Linked DNA regions of Rattus norvegicus: region 1 is linked to region 2. The links are chromatin contacts, called in public Hi-C maps. All regions are on one chromosome and are shown on one strand. Each heading gives the region's core, a stretch centred on a gene start, on an enhancer-like site or on the middle of the called end of the contact. The rest is flanking DNA. Distances are from core to core; before and after follow the strand shown. Region 1 overlaps LOC120097392 (a long non-coding RNA gene). Region 2 overlaps LOC134482310.

Region 1 (3,180 bases), core at 233-2,732, 620 kb before region 2:
AGGGTAAACGAGCTCACCGGTATATGTGAGGGTGAGCTTACCAGTAAACAGGGAAGAAGCAAAGTTTCCTTCTTCCATGTCCTTCCATGTGGGTTGCCACCAGAAAGTGTGACCCAGATTTAGGGTGGGCATTCTTCCTTCAAATAGTCTGATTAAGAAAACCCTTCACACCCGCAGCTTGGATTTTAGATGATTTCAGATGTTGTCAAGTTGACAAGTTAGATTAGCCATCCATCACCGTTTTGGCTGTGATAATGGGACTGTGTCCCATCCACTGAACTTACTCCATCTTGTACAGCAATATGCCAGACCTGCACATGGTCCCAGTGAGACTTAACGAAGGCAAAATAGACAGAGCACAGTCCAGGCAGTACAGGTGGACTCCCATTAATATTACCTAACATCAATAGAGCCCCCAGGATTCTGGGTCAAACCTTAAGGTCTTGCTCTATCTGGAAGGCTCTTCAACCCTGGCCTGGGGTTTTCTCTTTCCATCCCTCCTACTCTTTGCTCAAGGGCCAGGCACTGTGATCTTCAATATACCTCCTGAGCTGGTGTCCCAGCTCCAGGCCTTTAGCCATTGTATACCCCTTAGGGGGCAATTGGCTTCAGAGTTCAAGTTAACTTCTTTTCCCTGGAGATCGTTCCAGACCCATGCATGGAGTATTACCCTCCTAGTTGTTCCTCAGGCTCTGAGCTGTTGAGACTTGATTGTTTGTTTCTTCCTCACCCTGGGACTCAGGGCAATAGGGCTGTATCTCTGGCAGCAGGTACAGGTGTTTCTCCCCAATAGGGGTATTAGTAAAGTGAATGGAGGTGTGGCTGCTGCCTGCCAAAATTCAGTAAGTGTTAAATGAGTGCAGGCTGAATGCAGTGGAGGTCAGGGTCCAGCCCACAGAAGGCTTTTATGAGAGGTGGAGGATGGGCCAGGAAGGTTTTGTGATAAGAGATGAGGCAAAAGTGTGGCATAAGCAGAGCGGTAGGAGACACACCTGGCTGCTTTCCAGAAATGTTTGTCCGTGTGCTTGATCTTGAGAGGGTGCCCTGGATTGAGGAAACCCTCACCCCTGCCACACATCTGAGGAGCTAAAACCCAGGCTTCTGTTGCATGTCGTTATTTGAGCATTCACATGAGAACCAGGACCGGATGGACTGGGAGGCTTCCAATAGGAGGTGATAGTTGGGTAAGGCTTTGAAGAGCACATAAGACTTCACGAGGCAGAAAAAGAGAAAAGACAGCCTGTGCTAAAAGGGTAGCCAAAAAGAAGTCATTGAGGGAAGACCTCGTGGTTGAGGAGAAAAGTACCACAGGGCTGCATACAAGGTGCTAAGCTGGATAGGTGGGCGCACTGCCAAAGCTTGTGAGGATCAGGCTATACTGTTTGGATGCTACGGCATAGCTCATTGACTCAGATACTTGTATGGTTGTTCCCCAAGCTCTCAGTGTGTATCAGGCTCTGTGTTAAGTGCTGGGCACACCCTAGTGGGAAAAATGGGTAAGCAGGGAACAGATCGGAAGGCAGAACCAGAGCAAGTGATCAGAAGGCAGCTAAGAAGGGTGTCAGCCAGGCACAGGAGTCTGGCCACAGAGGTGTGGAGGGGACAGGGAGAGGCCACGTGCATGGACTGAGGATGGCCGTGCATCACTGCTGCGTCATCAATGTGAGCAGTCTAATGTTTGAGTCTAGAGTTTATCTGTAGACAGACAGGCTATGGCAGAAGTGACATTCGGGACTTTAGAAGTGGCATTGTAAAAAAGCAAACAGCTGACCTGGGCCTCCAGCACTGTATTAGGATCCTCGAGGCCACACGGAGGAGTCTAGGGATAATTTCTGCTCGTTCTGCCTTCCAGGCATCAGGCGCAGGAGATGGTAACATGGAGGTTTCAGATGGATCCACCTACTACTTCAACATTAGCAGAGCAAACTCCATCTGCCCTAGACAGACTAAAAGATTCACTGGACTGAACCTTGCCTGAATTCCAAGGCAACAAAATCCGTGATAACAGGAAATAGTTTCTGGCTTAAAACACTAAGTTTCAGTGTAGCTTATTACCTAGGTAGGTAAGAGGAGCAGTGTGGGAGTCATAGGTGTGTGTGAGGGAGACAGGTTGGGCTGGGTGACTGAGCCATTTCATTTAGGATGGCCAGATCTAGTGAATAACTTTATTCAGGACTCTGAATAAAGGACTCTGGCAGCACTTCAGATAAACGGTAAGTTTTAGTATAAGTATCTCCCAAGTGTTGTGCGGGATGTACTTAAACTGGCAGCCACTGATATCTGACATCCAGACTCGACTGAGTGCCAGGGCTCTTTCTGTCACCCTAAATCATGGTGGAGTCTGAACTGTGAAAGTTCTGACGTAGAGGAAGACACTAGCCCGGGGACTGGGAGGCGAGAGGCCTAGACACTGACAGGCTGGTGCCTGGCGTGTACAATCCATGCTAGAGCTGGGACATGTTCTCTTTCTAAGTACCCTGGCAGCAGCCAGGGCTGGAGCCCCTTGCTGGAACCCCAGTCTACAGATGGCACTTGGAGAGGCAGGTTCTCTTGTGTCCCTGATGCTCCCTGATGCAGCGTGTAAAGAATATGGCTCCCAGTGTGGCTGGGTGCCCGGGCAGGCTAGACTGAACTGGATCCTGGTTGTCCTCGAAGATGCTATCACCTGTTGCTGGGAATCCAGATGTCTCCTATCTCCAGAGATACTGACACAGAGGCTTGGTCTGCAGAGCAGGCTGCTGATGTAGGTCAGTTCACTCGGGAGGCTGGCCCAGGGCAGCACCCAGCTGGCCCTACTCCATTAGGGGCTACTATAATAAGGCATCCACACTTTCTTCCTCTGGGCTTTGATGATCTTATGTTCCCAGATCCCAGCTAGCTAGGGCTTTCCTAGCCCTGCAGGGAGCCCATGAGAAGGGCATGTCCAGGGAGCTGCTCTGCCTTTGATGCTTCTGCCAAACTTCTCCTCAGGAAAGTGGACCCCACAGTGAACACATACAGATAGTAGCTCTCCTTAATGGCTGTCAAGGTCTCTTTCCCGGGGAGACATCTCACTCATCTGAAATTTGGGGGAAGCCTCAGGTTCAAACTTGAGCTGTGAAGTCCCTGTACAAGATGGCTCTTCTCTGGGGCTTCAAAGGAACGTTTGCTTTATATCCTCCGATGAGGAGACAGCACAGT
Region 2 (3,141 bases), core at 541-3,040:
GCTGAACAGGAGCTGCCTTCATATAGGCAGGATGCCTTCCCAACTAATTGCTTTCTTGGTTTGGGCTAGCGTCGTTTGTATTTGAGACAGATCTCAACACATAGCACAGGCTGGCTTCAAACTCTTTTTCCTCCCCAGTCTCCCAACTACCAAAATTACAGATTTTTGCAGCTGTGCCCAGCTGCACTTCACAACTAGGAGGTCATCCCAGGCATCCCGAGCCTCCACCACTCTGGGATGGAAGCTATGGTACTGAACCTCAGAGCCATTAGCAGGACATCACTTGAGGAAAGTACTCTGTGGATGACACAGGGATTCCCCGGCTAGCAGTTCCCTTAACACCATGCAAGGGGGAAAGTCTTACTGTGGTCTTCAGAGCTGGGGCCAATGAGAACCAAGCTCCCTACTCCCACTGCCAGCTCCAAGGATCTGGAGCTCTGACTGTTGGCTAGAAGCCAAGAACTCTCCTGGAAGCCCAGCCACTCACAGGACTGACAGTCCAAGTATCTACAGGGGAGGAGATGTGGATTACCAGAATGGGGAGGTGAACAGCTGAAGAAGCCAGGAGAACTTCAAACCCAGCTGGGAAGATGCCTGACATTGGTAGGGCTTCTGATTTTATAAGAGAAGGGAGACATCTAGCCAAGTTTTAAAATGTTCTTCCTCCTACCCCTTCCCACTCACTGTTCCTCCCTGTCCCCCCTTCTCCTCTTCTTTCCTGGTGTGTGTGTGTGTGTGTGTGTGTGCACCTGCGCGTGCGCGCATGTGCGTTTGAGCATGTGAAGTATATTCCTCAATCTCTTTTCACTGAACCTGAAGCTCCCATATTCCTCTAGACTAGCCTGCCAGTGAATCCTGTGGATTCTTCTTCTCCCTTTCTAGGAATTACAAGCCCATGGGGAGACCCAAACTTGAGCGTTCATGCTTGAATAATTAGCATTTCATCCACTGAGCCACCCTCTCGGTCACTTAAATGCAGTTTTTGAAGTGCATCTAATTTTGCAGCAGTGTGAACATGGGGATGGGTAGCCTAGCTTAGATACTGATTAGGATCTGAATTATGCTATTGTCATTGCCCTGGAGCTTTGACAAGGACAATGCCCTTCTGTGTTGTGTGCGTAGTTACATGCCCAAGAGCTCCTATTTTGAGCAAGGAGTCAGTCTAGGGCTATGGGAGTCTCCAAATGACATCTGTGCCTACACACAGAGGTAGATTGTCCCCAAGTTTGTCAACCAGCACCATTCCTTCCATGTGCATGAGCGCAAAAACTGAAAAGACCCACAGGTATCTGAGTGGCCCTACAGCTGTGTGTTGGTGTCTAGACATGTGGACTCCTATGCCCACTGGGCTGCACCCGCCGTAAGAGGTGCTGCACCCTCCGTAATAGGGCAAGGCTGCTTCCTGAGATGTCCCTGAGGGGTGGCACTGTCCAGAAGGGCGCACGGTAGTGGCTGCAGCAGCAAGAAAGAGAAGACGCCTGCGCACTAAGGAGGCAGGAGACACAGGGCACCCGCTGGGAGGGCCTGGTGAGCTGGAAAAAAAAAAAAACAAACCCGGTGTCGGTCCTGCTTCCAGACCCGGGTTGTCCCCCTCGTCCCCAGCCCCGCAAGAGGAGCAGTAGGGAGGAAATGGGAGGGAACAGAGGAGAGATGGCAGTGTGGCAGCTGCACCCTGGACGCTGCGGGAGGGAGGAGGGCGGCGCGCAGCCGCGGCCATTAGTCACCAGATGTCACCTTCTGCTGCCAAGGCGGCGGCTGGCTCAGACAATGGCCGCGCGGTGGAGGGGCGGGCCCGACCAACCCCAAAGCCTCGCCTCTGCTGACACCTACTGCCCTAGGCCTACACTCAGGCTACCCAACCCCAGAGCCATTCCCTTGCCTGGCCCCAGCACCACCTGCTCCACATCCCCTCTCGTTATCTGCAGAGTGCCTGACTTTTCAGTACACGATGCTGGCTGCACCTCCTGCGTTTCCTGCTTGCCTCCTTGCCCCTCCTCCAATTTCAGAGCCTGTCTCTCAATGTACAGGACTGTCTGGACTACAGATTGGGCTGTGTGTGGTGTGGCAGGAACACCTATTTTACCACTCTGTGGAAAGTGCCTGATACCTAGAGCTCTGATCTCCGACGCTGTAAGATAAAGTTTATCTCCACTGTGGTACACTTGACTCCATTCAGAAAGAAAAAAATCCTCCCCTGACCCTAGAAATCCAAACATGAGATTGCTGCATTTTCTCTCCGCTAGGCACAGATCTTCCCCCGTCCCACTCCTGCACAGACCCAAAATTAAAAGATTAAATAAAAGGGAGTCCTGCACCCTTGTATGGTGGCTGACAGAGTGAGAGACCTTTGGTGGTCCTTTTAAATATGCCCAGGTCAGCACTGGAGTGAGATGCTGAGACTCCTGGCTTGTGGGATGAGGATATAGTCCCAGGCTCCTCCCTCCAAATCTCTATAGGAATCAAGGAGACCAGGAAGTAAACATGTTAAGCTCTACCAGCCAAGCGTGCACCTTAACTAAAGTTTGGGTTTTTGTTTTTATAAACCTAATGCAAACATTCTTAGCTCAGGGACCATACAAAAGCAAGCTACAGACAGGCTCCCCATTCCCATGTTCTTAGGCATAGCTCACCTGCCCATATTTGCAGCATTCAGAGAAGAAGCTTGGCATGGCTGCCCGCTAGGCTCAGGGATGACAGACAGTCAAATTCTCCCAGGTTCAAGTCCCAGTTTGTCCCAGGGCAACTCATAACCAAGCCTGGAGTGGGGGTGTGGGTGGTGGAATCAGCTTTGGAATGTTCTTGAAGTTCTCTAGAAGTGCATGGGTTCTACCATGAAAAGCACTCCCCCAGTGCTTTTATGCAAGTTCAAGTACACACACTGAACCTCAAGCAAGAGAAGACTGCGTTATAGCCAGAGACAAGCAAGTCACCTGTGCCATATAGATATGAGGTAGAATCCCAGCTTCTCCCTAGCCTGGCTGTGTGCCACCCTTCAGTAAAATAACACATCTTTCTGAGCCTCTGGGTCTCCCATTTCAGCATACACAGGGTGGCTGGTTGGGCTTGCCCAGAAAGGCACAAAGCATCACACCTGAAGCATGACAAACCAAAGGGGATGGTGTCACTGCAGCTGCTGTGATA

The links. Hi-C and Micro-C count contacts between places; a contact is called where the count stands out from the background.
Region 1: a Hi-C map of Schwann cells shows a contact between it and region 2, with 9 times the contacts expected there. The contact joins two enhancer-like sites. A contact is called at or near these places in 1 of 12 Hi-C or Micro-C datasets (Schwann cells) and 1 of 1 datasets of contacts at active chromatin or transcription factors (oligodendrocytes).

The regions. Positions count from the first base shown.
Region 1 is chr16:962,228-965,407 of GRCr8, reverse strand. All of the region lies in intron 2 of LOC120097392 (a long non-coding RNA gene), which reads right to left. Among named protein-coding and RNA genes, the nearest start is that of Zmiz1, 70 kb to the left of the region's middle. Within about 2 kb of position 1,482, at least 2 of the 93 cell types and tissues checked have an H3K27ac peak or open chromatin away from gene starts, as enhancers often do. A contact at or near this core is called in Schwann cells, where this site is marked.
Region 2 is chr16:340,165-343,305 of GRCr8, reverse strand. The region is part of intron 3 of LOC134482310; the gene reads right to left. Among named protein-coding and RNA genes, the nearest start is that of Rps24, 250 kb to the right of the region's middle. Within about 2 kb of position 1,790, at least 44 of the 93 cell types and tissues checked have an H3K27ac peak or open chromatin away from gene starts, as enhancers often do. A contact at or near this core is called in Schwann cells, where this site is marked.